Linked DNA regions of Callithrix jacchus: region 1 is linked to region 2. Evidence: chromatin contacts called from public Hi-C data. All regions are on one chromosome and are shown on one strand. The core of a region is the stretch at or near the end of the contact, and the rest is flanking DNA. Distances in the headings are between cores, read along the strand shown. Region 1 overlaps SPMIP2 (sperm microtubule inner protein 2). Region 2 overlaps RAPGEF2 (Rap guanine nucleotide exchange factor 2).

What was found. A called contact is a pair of places that touch in the nucleus more often than the background predicts.
Region 1: a Hi-C map of skeletal muscle shows a contact between it and region 2, with 4 times the contacts expected there. The contact joins two enhancer-like sites. A contact is called at or near these places in 3 of 3 Hi-C or Micro-C datasets (induced pluripotent stem cells and skeletal muscle).

The regions. Positions count from the first base shown.
Region 1 is chr3:37,484,346-37,488,648 of calJac240_pri, reverse strand. All of the region lies in intron 4 of SPMIP2 (sperm microtubule inner protein 2), which reads right to left. FNIP2 (folliculin interacting protein 2) reads left to right here. Exons shown (of 18, transcript XM_078366359.1): 9 at 2,339-2,468. Among named protein-coding and RNA genes, the nearest start is that of FNIP2, 95 kb to the left of the region's middle. Within about 2 kb of position 1,563, at least 5 of the 16 cell types and tissues checked have an H3K27ac peak or open chromatin away from gene starts, as enhancers often do. A contact at or near this core is called in skeletal muscle, where this site is marked.
Region 2 is chr3:37,131,948-37,136,361 of calJac240_pri, reverse strand. All of the region lies in intron 3 of RAPGEF2 (Rap guanine nucleotide exchange factor 2), which reads left to right. Among named protein-coding and RNA genes, the nearest start is that of RAPGEF2, 110 kb to the left of the region's middle. Within about 2 kb of position 2,796, at least 4 of the 16 cell types and tissues checked have an H3K27ac peak or open chromatin away from gene starts, as enhancers often do. A contact at or near this core is called in skeletal muscle, where this site is marked.

The DNA.
Region 1 (4,303 bases), core at 314-2,813, 350 kb before region 2:
GGCCCATCCCAATTCTTTGTGATCTCTCTGTGTGGCATTTCTTCCTGCCAGGTATAGGACTGGACCTCTTCTGGAATTGGGGGTCTTATTACTTTCAGATAAAGTAGGTCTAAGAATTCCTTTGTAGCCAGCTCTTACACAGAAAGGCAAGGGAATGTTAGAGTAATAGTTCTAGGTTTCATGGCTGACTGGGGAAAAGGGGATCTAGTTTCTATGGCTTGCCTTGATGAAGAGGAATTTTAGTTTCTGTGGTTTGCCTTGCAGGGAGGATGGGGAGGAGAAGAAAGGAGGGCAGGAGAAGGTCTGAGACAGGGTTGACTTCTGAGGCCTTCCAGTGCCCTTTGGTTCAAAGTGCTCCTTATTTTGGGATATTGTTTTCTGAGCCCCAATACTGTGACAGGAGAAAAGTACCAACAAGTACCACTGGTCAACCTTGTCCTCTACCCGCCTGGAAGAAGTTGATTTGCTCAATATAAGGCAAGGAGAGAGGCAGGATCCTAGAGATATGGAAGGGGGCTTCTGGATTCTACAGGGGACTTTGGGAACTCTAGGGGGCAGGGCAGAAATATCTAATTGGGATGTTTTATTAGGTAATTTTGCATGACTCTGAGGAAAAGCTCTCTTCTAACTCCCTTCAAAATTCTCAGTAAAATTACCTCTTTACTGATACTTGAAATATGAATTTGGTTTGGGGGATTTAAGTCTGGTCTCAAGAAGGCAACCAGGTTAACTTATTGGGGCTAGCCACATGTGGGTAACAGTTCAGTTCAACAAAGTTCCATACATTCAGGAAGTAATTGCTAATTGCCTACGTGATAAGGCGCTGTTATGGGTACAATGGATGCAAAGATGATTAAGACCTACCAAACAAATTTTCTGTACATATCAGCTAGATAAAAGGAAAAGCATCTGATAGACCTTTGCTTTGGAAAGAAACTTGAGTCATCATGCTTGCTGATACTATCATAGACTTGTCCACCACTGTACCCCAGTTGCCTAGCACACCTGGCATTTCTTATTAATTGATAGCGAAGTAACTCCCAGAGCTCAGGTCAAGGAGTCAGGTTATTTACATTTGGCTACCAAAGTATAAATAAAAATATAATAGTTCATGTGGAGACACTGCTTTATCAGGTTATTTACATTTGGTTATAAAAGTATAAATAAAAATGTAATAGTTCATGTGGAGACACTGCTTTTTCAAGTGATATCCATGAGCATAGTATGCTGTGTTTACCAAAATCAATTTCCTTTGCCCTGTGATTTGCTTCAGAAAATGTTGACTGGCCATCTATAGCACCCTATTTTCTTTTCCACTGGACTGAGTGACATTTCAATGTCTGATTCCTTAGCTGTAGGGAAGTAAAGCAGAACAAGTCTGTTTTCTTCCATTCTTTCAAATCAGTAGATGTTCATCAAGCAGCTTGACTTGAAAGGAATACTTTGGCTACCTGAGAGGGACTAGTTCTTCCTCCCTGCCTGTTAGAAAAGTCTGGGCTGGCACTGTCAGCTCATACTTCCCAAGACACAACTGTAGGCATCTAATATGTAGCAGGAGGAGGCAGAGAAAGGCTCAGAGGCAAATAAGTAATCCAAGCAGAAAGCATATTGAAGAGTAGAGGTTTCTTTTTCACAGACAAGAGTAGCAGTAGGGGCTGGAAGGAAGGAGGATATGTATTGTATATATGGAGATGGAGGTTGGGAGACAGGATACTCTGTGGGGGAAAAAACTTAGTTGCCTAAACTTTACCTCAAAGTATAGAGTGAAGGAGTTCTTAGGAGGAAAGATGTGTAAGTAAGCATTGTGTATGGCATTAGTTACCAGGTGGCAATATGGTTATATGGTGTGGTAGAAATTTTGGTAGAAATCAGCAATCTACATTCTGAGTAATGATTATTTTGCATTTGTAATATGGGGCTGCTAATTTGTGTACTTGTATCCGTGACTCTTATTTCCTTTAATTTGTTTTCCTTTTTAAAGGATGTTTCCTTTGCTATTCAGAAATCTTAGGAAGAGAGAAATTGTAGTCTCCCCCTGCTGGATATGACTGGTAGAACCTGAATTTTAGGTTACTTGGCATAGATTTTTTTTTCCAATTTTTGGATTGTATTAAAATCCACATAACATAAAATTTACCATCTTAACCATTTATTAGGTTGATGCAAAGGTAATTGCAGTTTTTGTCATTTTTTAATGGCAAAGTATACAGTTCAGTGATATGAAATACATAATAAATGTGCAGTTCCGTGATATTAAATACATTGATGATGTTGTGCATTATGTAGCTACATAAGGACTAATTTTCCTCGACTTTCCAATTCTAAATTCTTCCTACAGCCTCACTAAGCAGTCTTTTGATCACACCTTTCCCATCTCCAAGCTCCTCTACATCTTCTTCCAGCAGTTACCAGCGCCGCTGGCTTCGAAGTCAGACAACAAGTTTGGAAAATGGCATCATTCCAAGGAGGTGAGTTGCAAGTTTCCTCTTGCCGAGAAAAGTACTAGTGTAGGCAGCTTGATGAAACTGGCAGGGCAACTGTTCGCGCCTATTGTCAGAGGAAAAAGAACCAAACTTTTTTATTAGCTTCAGCTTAGCCTGCAAGTTTACAAATTAGAAGTTCGAAGGAAAGAATAAATAAAAGCTAAAGTTTAAAAATCTCCTCCTTTTGAAGACACTAGGAAGTTTCTGAGTAGTTGTTTCATGAGCTAGATTGGGGGTTCATTTAAAATGGTGTGCTCTCTTTAAATAGGGTCCCTTCCAGATGTAGCTTTTATAAGTAATGAGGGAGATGAGTCTCTTTTTGGCCACCGTGATACCAATGTGGTATTCAAAAATATATGAAGTCAAGGGTCTGTGATATATTCTTTGTGAAATGTAAATTCTTAAACTAAACAGGTATGAAAAGATTATAAATAGAGATGGCATCTAGGTATTTTCTGCTTTCATTTCAGTTGGTTTTTGGATTTAAAGTTCAGTTGTGTGCAAAAATGTACATTTGATGTTACATTCATAGCTTCCAACTTTTTCTTCCTACAGTCCAAATACTTGAAGGGAAATTTTTTTTGTGTACCTATAAAAATTCACGTCAATTGGCCGGGCGCAGTGGCTCGCACCTGTAATCCCAGCACTTTGGGAGGCCAAGGTGGGTGGATCACGAGGTCAAGAGATCAAGACCATCCTGGTCAACATGGTGAAACCCCATCTCTACTAAAAATACAAAAAATTAGCTGGGCATGGTGGTGCATGCCTGTAATCCCAGCTACTCAAGAGGCTGAGGCAGGAGAATTGCCTGAACCCAGGAGGTGGAGGTTGCGGTGAGCCGAGATCGCACCATTGCACTCCAGGCTGGGTAACAAGAGCAAAACTCCGTCTCAAAAAAATAAAAAAATTCACATAAATTAACTGATTTAGTAAATTGACTATGCCTCACCATATGCAGGGATCTGTGAAGGTGTAAGACATTTCAGCTTTGTGCCTGTACTTAGTTTATGAGATGGTACACAAATAATGGCATAAAGATGTTATGTGATAAATATCATAGGCAGATATAAAGTGCTATGAGACTCAGGATGGAGGAAACACAGTGATGGTCATGGGGGGAAATAGGGAGCCCTTCTTAGAAGAGACGGCACTGAAGGGACAAGCTGAGAAACTGAGGGGTTGGGGGTGTGAGTAGCACACATCAGGTTGCTTGCCTCACTTCTGTCTCTTTCACAATCCTAGAAGCTAGCTGGAAAGAAAAAATTATAGCTTCATCACCCATCAAGAAGCTGCTTTTTGGTTGGTGGACTTGGGATTAAATGATTAAAAGCTTGGAATTTTGTGTGAACACAAGTCCTAGCTCTGTCACTCACTAGATGTATGATAGAGTAAGTTAACCTGGATTCTAGGCGTTGCATCCTCATCTGCAATGTGATAATACTAGCACAGCCTCAGAATGTTGCTGGGAGGGTTAAATGAGATAACGCAAGTTCAGTGTTTAGCCAAGACATAGGATATGGGCAATAAAATATGGCCACTGTGAATTATTTAGTATTATTATTGCTATCATTATCATTATCATTACTGCAACTGTCAGGAGAAGGCGCCACCACCATCCTCACTGGCATTATACCAGCTTCTGTGATTGGAAGAGATAAGTTTTGGAAACCATCCTTGTTCAACATCTTCTCTTTTCTGAAAAGGCTTTTTTATCCCTTCAGATTTAAATTCAAAGTTGAAATCATGTTTCACAACTCCTTCGAAATTCTTCAAAACTAATTTGAATTGAGATCTGGCATTGGGAACTAGTGAATCTCTAG
Region 2 (4,414 bases), core at 1,547-4,046:
AAAATATACAACTAATTTTTAAATTGTAATAAATCTAGTAACAGAAATGATGTAATGTATTTGTGAGAAAGATTAAAATTATTGTGTATCTGGAAAGCCATCTGTGTATTGGAAGGGGGCCATTATTAGGACTTATTTTTTTGAAGCTGCGGAACACTTTGTTCATAGAAAATCCTGTTCAGCCCGACAGCAGTAGCTATTATGGTTGAAAGAGGTTTGGACACCTTGAAATCCCAAGGGCTCTTGATATTGAAAACCTCTGATCTCAACTGTCTGCTGGATGCCTATAGAGGGATAGAGGATAATTTGTTGTAAATAAGTAATTTTCAATGTGTTTTTTTTGGCATAATCATATATTTGGAAGCACAAGTCTAAGCTGGCCAGAAGCCTGTATAATAACAGCAGTATAGGTGAGCAAAAATGGAACCCTGAACTCTAGCAAAGGGCTTCAATAGAGACTTGGGAGGGGAACCCACAGAATGTGATGATAGGCTGTGAAGAGGGAGGAGCTTGGGAAGATGTCTCTTTATCTTTTGGTTGGGTGGTATTGGTGAGACAGCAGATACAGGAAAATAAAGCTGTTTTTCTATTTTTTTGTCATGGGTGGCTGGCCCTCTGAAATTCCTTTTTGTCCCCAAGTAGTTATTGGAACCTTTATTAGTCTTCATTTTATTTCCCTTGTTTTATAGACATGGGACCAATAGCCTTAGGTGATGATTCCTGTCTCCTTCTCTCCAGATGCCAACAGCTTTGTCCTTTGAATGCGATACTCTTTGGTATTACATCCTGGATAGTATAAAGTGACCTTTCCAAAATAACACCAAAATTGGTATTTGATGCTATACGTGGTTCTCAGTTGTGCAGAACCCGTCTGTGGTAGCCGTGTCATGGGCTCACCTCAGCCACTATTTCTGGACATTTTGCCTGTGCTCATCTTACCTATTCTTATTCACAAAGCAGTTGCCATCCTTTTGGTTCTCTGTTTTAATGACCTTGTTAATGCTGCCCATATGAAACATTCAGAGGAGCTTCCTCACTCCCCTGGGCCGCTTCAGGCTTGGCCCATGCCATATTGCACTTGCTCTGCTAAAAAGGGAGGAAGTCTCCCCTTGTAGCCCATATACCCTCCTTGTTCCATATTTTGCCAGGATCATCTGGGAAAGCACTAACTTCTGGTTCCAGATTGCTTAGATTCTACATGGGTACCATTCTTTCTGTTTCTATGTGTTGCTTCTCCACCCCCCACCCCCCACCCAAAACTTAGATGCCCATGTTTGTGGCTGTTGGGAGCCTTGTTTTGAGCTGATGACCATGCTAGGCTCAGCATCCTTTGCCCACAGCCACCTCTCCAGAACCTGCCACTCTGTTTTGTCAGTCCCCTTTGGCTTTTTTTTTTTTTTTTTTTTGAGATGGAGTTTCACTCTTGTTGCCCAGGCTGGAGTTCAGTGGTACGATCTTGGCTCAATGCAACCTCTGCCTCCTGGGTTTAAATGATTCTCCTGCCTCAGCCCTGCGAGTAGCTGGGACTACAGGCGCCTGCCACCATGCCCTGCTAATTTTTGTATTTGTAGTATAGATGAGGGTTTCACTGTTTTGGCCAGGCTGGTCTCGAACTCTTGACCTCAGGTGAGCCACTGCGCCAGGCTACCATGAGCAATCTTTTTGGCTGACTGGGCTCCCCTTAAGTTTTCACATTGTATTAACAGCTGAATGAAGTAGCATTTTCACAGTCACTTTCTTGCCCTCTTATATAATTGTCTTTGCTGATTTAATCAGTTTTCTTTGGACTTGGTAGTTCTTTCAATCCCCTTGTCAGCTTCAACTTGATCACTTACTGGCTGCCTCCTTAAATGAGAATGTGGACCGGCACAGACAGCTCTTTCCCATGGAGAGAGTGCCACCTTGTGGATCTCTAGGATATTGCCAAGGAGGCTCTTAGATCCTGGCGCCATTTTTCCATTTAAGTTCACATCTTTGACTTCAGACACTTTAATACCTTACCTGGGTTCCTATCTATTCAATTCATACTTACTAAGGAAATATCTGCGTGCCAGTCAAGCATTATGTAGTGTATATATTGGGGGTACTTAAGAGTTAGAGGAGTTGAATAACTATTGGGGAGAAACTCCTAATGTAAATAATTATGACACTCTGGCATCTGCTTCACATGAGCATGGACACAGAGTTCTGGGAAGCTGGAAGAAAATGACTCACTTTCCTTGGAATATACCAAAACGCTTCTCAGAGGAGGTGATAGTTAACCTGGAACTAGAAGAATGAGTAATACATTTACAAGAGAAAATATACTATTTAGAAGCTAGACAGCAGGTTTGTTCAAAACCTTTATGGCATAGATGGAAAAAAGTGTGTGGCCTGGCTGAACAGGATGAAGTTTACAGCATAAGGAATGTTGGGGTTGGGAGCAGAAAGCAAAGCTGAAAGTTGTTCTTTTCAGAGACGATTACAAAAGAGGAAAGGAGATGAAGGGAACTAGTATTTTTTTCTAACCGTCATGCAAGGTTCTTTATATATAGTTTCATTAAATAAAAGGAGTGATGTGAAGAAGATACCAGTGTCTTCTCTTTTTCAGTTGAGGAACTATAATCTCAGAATTTGACTTTCCCAGGATCACATGGCTAGTGTGAAAGAAGGAATTTGTGCTCCAGAACCTGCACTCTGGAACCTGCACTCTTTGCACAGCCTTTTCCTCCTTCCTTCATGGGCTGTGCCAGGGGTCTGCACTTTCTCCTCTGAAGGACCGTGGGAGTTCAGCAGAAGGGTGTCATCTGATCTGATTTACCTGAGCAAATGATTACTGAAACGTTGCCCAGTTTCTACTAGGCTTGACGCCAGGTGTCTGCTTTAAAAGGATAGTTCATTGTAGTTGGAGGAAGATACTCAGGAGTAAGAAATCGTTAGAGAAAAACATTAAACAATGAAATTAGATGGGATAAGTTTTTTAGAGTTTGGAAAACAGTGAGAAGATTTTCTTAAAGTAGTGTTTGAGCCATCTTAAGGTACAGTGGATGGAGAGAGTTAAACATCTTGAACAGCGTGGCAGAGTTGGAAGGAACAGAAGGAAAGCAGTCAGTCAGGAGCAGTGGGTTATGTTGAGGGATAGTAAGAAGAAAGGTGGGAGAGGAGGGGGTCAGATCAAGTATTTCCCTCTTGCCCATTATTCTTGTTTTAGACTTGGGATAATGCTGAGTGGGGATCATGCAGTTCTGATTGCCTCAGAGGCTTTCTATCTGTTTACAGTGCAAGGTGAACTAATCATTTTATAAGGTCTGTTTGTGTTTTGTTTTCTTTGGCCTTATTAATTTCCTTCCTGTTGATGAAAAACAGAAACAGGAAACTTTTAAAGTGCCTTGTTATATACCAGGGCTTTTGTGACTTTTGTTTTGTCGATTGTAGGATTTGATTTCATTGTATTGAAATCAAATCAGTTGTCCATTGTGGTTCCTAGCTCATGATTCTGTGGTCAAATTCTGAGATTCTAAGAGAAATTAGGTCTTCTCTAAGCATACATTTGGCTGATTAGAGAGACTTGCAAGTACTGTGTTCCCATATGAACCTCTTTAGTCTGGATTTCTCTTTTCTGCCCAATACTGGTCGTGTCAGACAGATTATTTGGAAACCAGTCAGGATTCTTTCAAGCTTAAGCATTACTATTTCAGCAAACCTTGAAGGGGCTCCTTTGCTCATAATTAAAAGAAAAAAAAAAGCAATTATTTGAGAAAAATTAAAATAGCACTTTTTATTACAATGCACATACCTAATTGCATGGATATTGATAAAGTTGTACTTTTTTTTCCTTCCATTTGTTCCTCGTGAAACTTCATACCAAGATCATTTTTCTGAAACTTTTTCAAAGTTGGCAAGCCCCATACATAAGAATCATCCAGGATGTTTGTTTAAAAGTCACTTTGATGGATCTCCCATCTAATGATCAGAAACTGGGGAAATGGGTGGGATCGATGCATTTTAAATTAACATCTTAGATGAGTCGTTTGCATATCAAAGCTTGAGAACTACTGGATAGAATAGAATCTTAGTGTTAATCTTAGATATTTATTATTACTACCACTACACCTACTCCTTGAATTACAATGTGGTTTCATCCCAATAAACCCACCATATGTTGAAAATATCCTAAGTGAAAATGCAGTTAATGCCTCTAGCTTACTGAACATCATTGCTTAGCCTAATGATAAGATTTGGCTCTGTGTCCCCACCCAAATCTTGTGTCGAATTGTTGTCCTTAGTGTTGAGAGAGGGACCTGGTAGGAGGTACTTGGATTGTGGAGCAGATTTCCCCTTGCTGCTCTCCTAATAGTGGATGAGTACTCATGAGTTCTGGTTGTTTAACACTTCTCTCTCTGCTCTCTTTCCTGCTCTGCCATGGTAAGAAGCG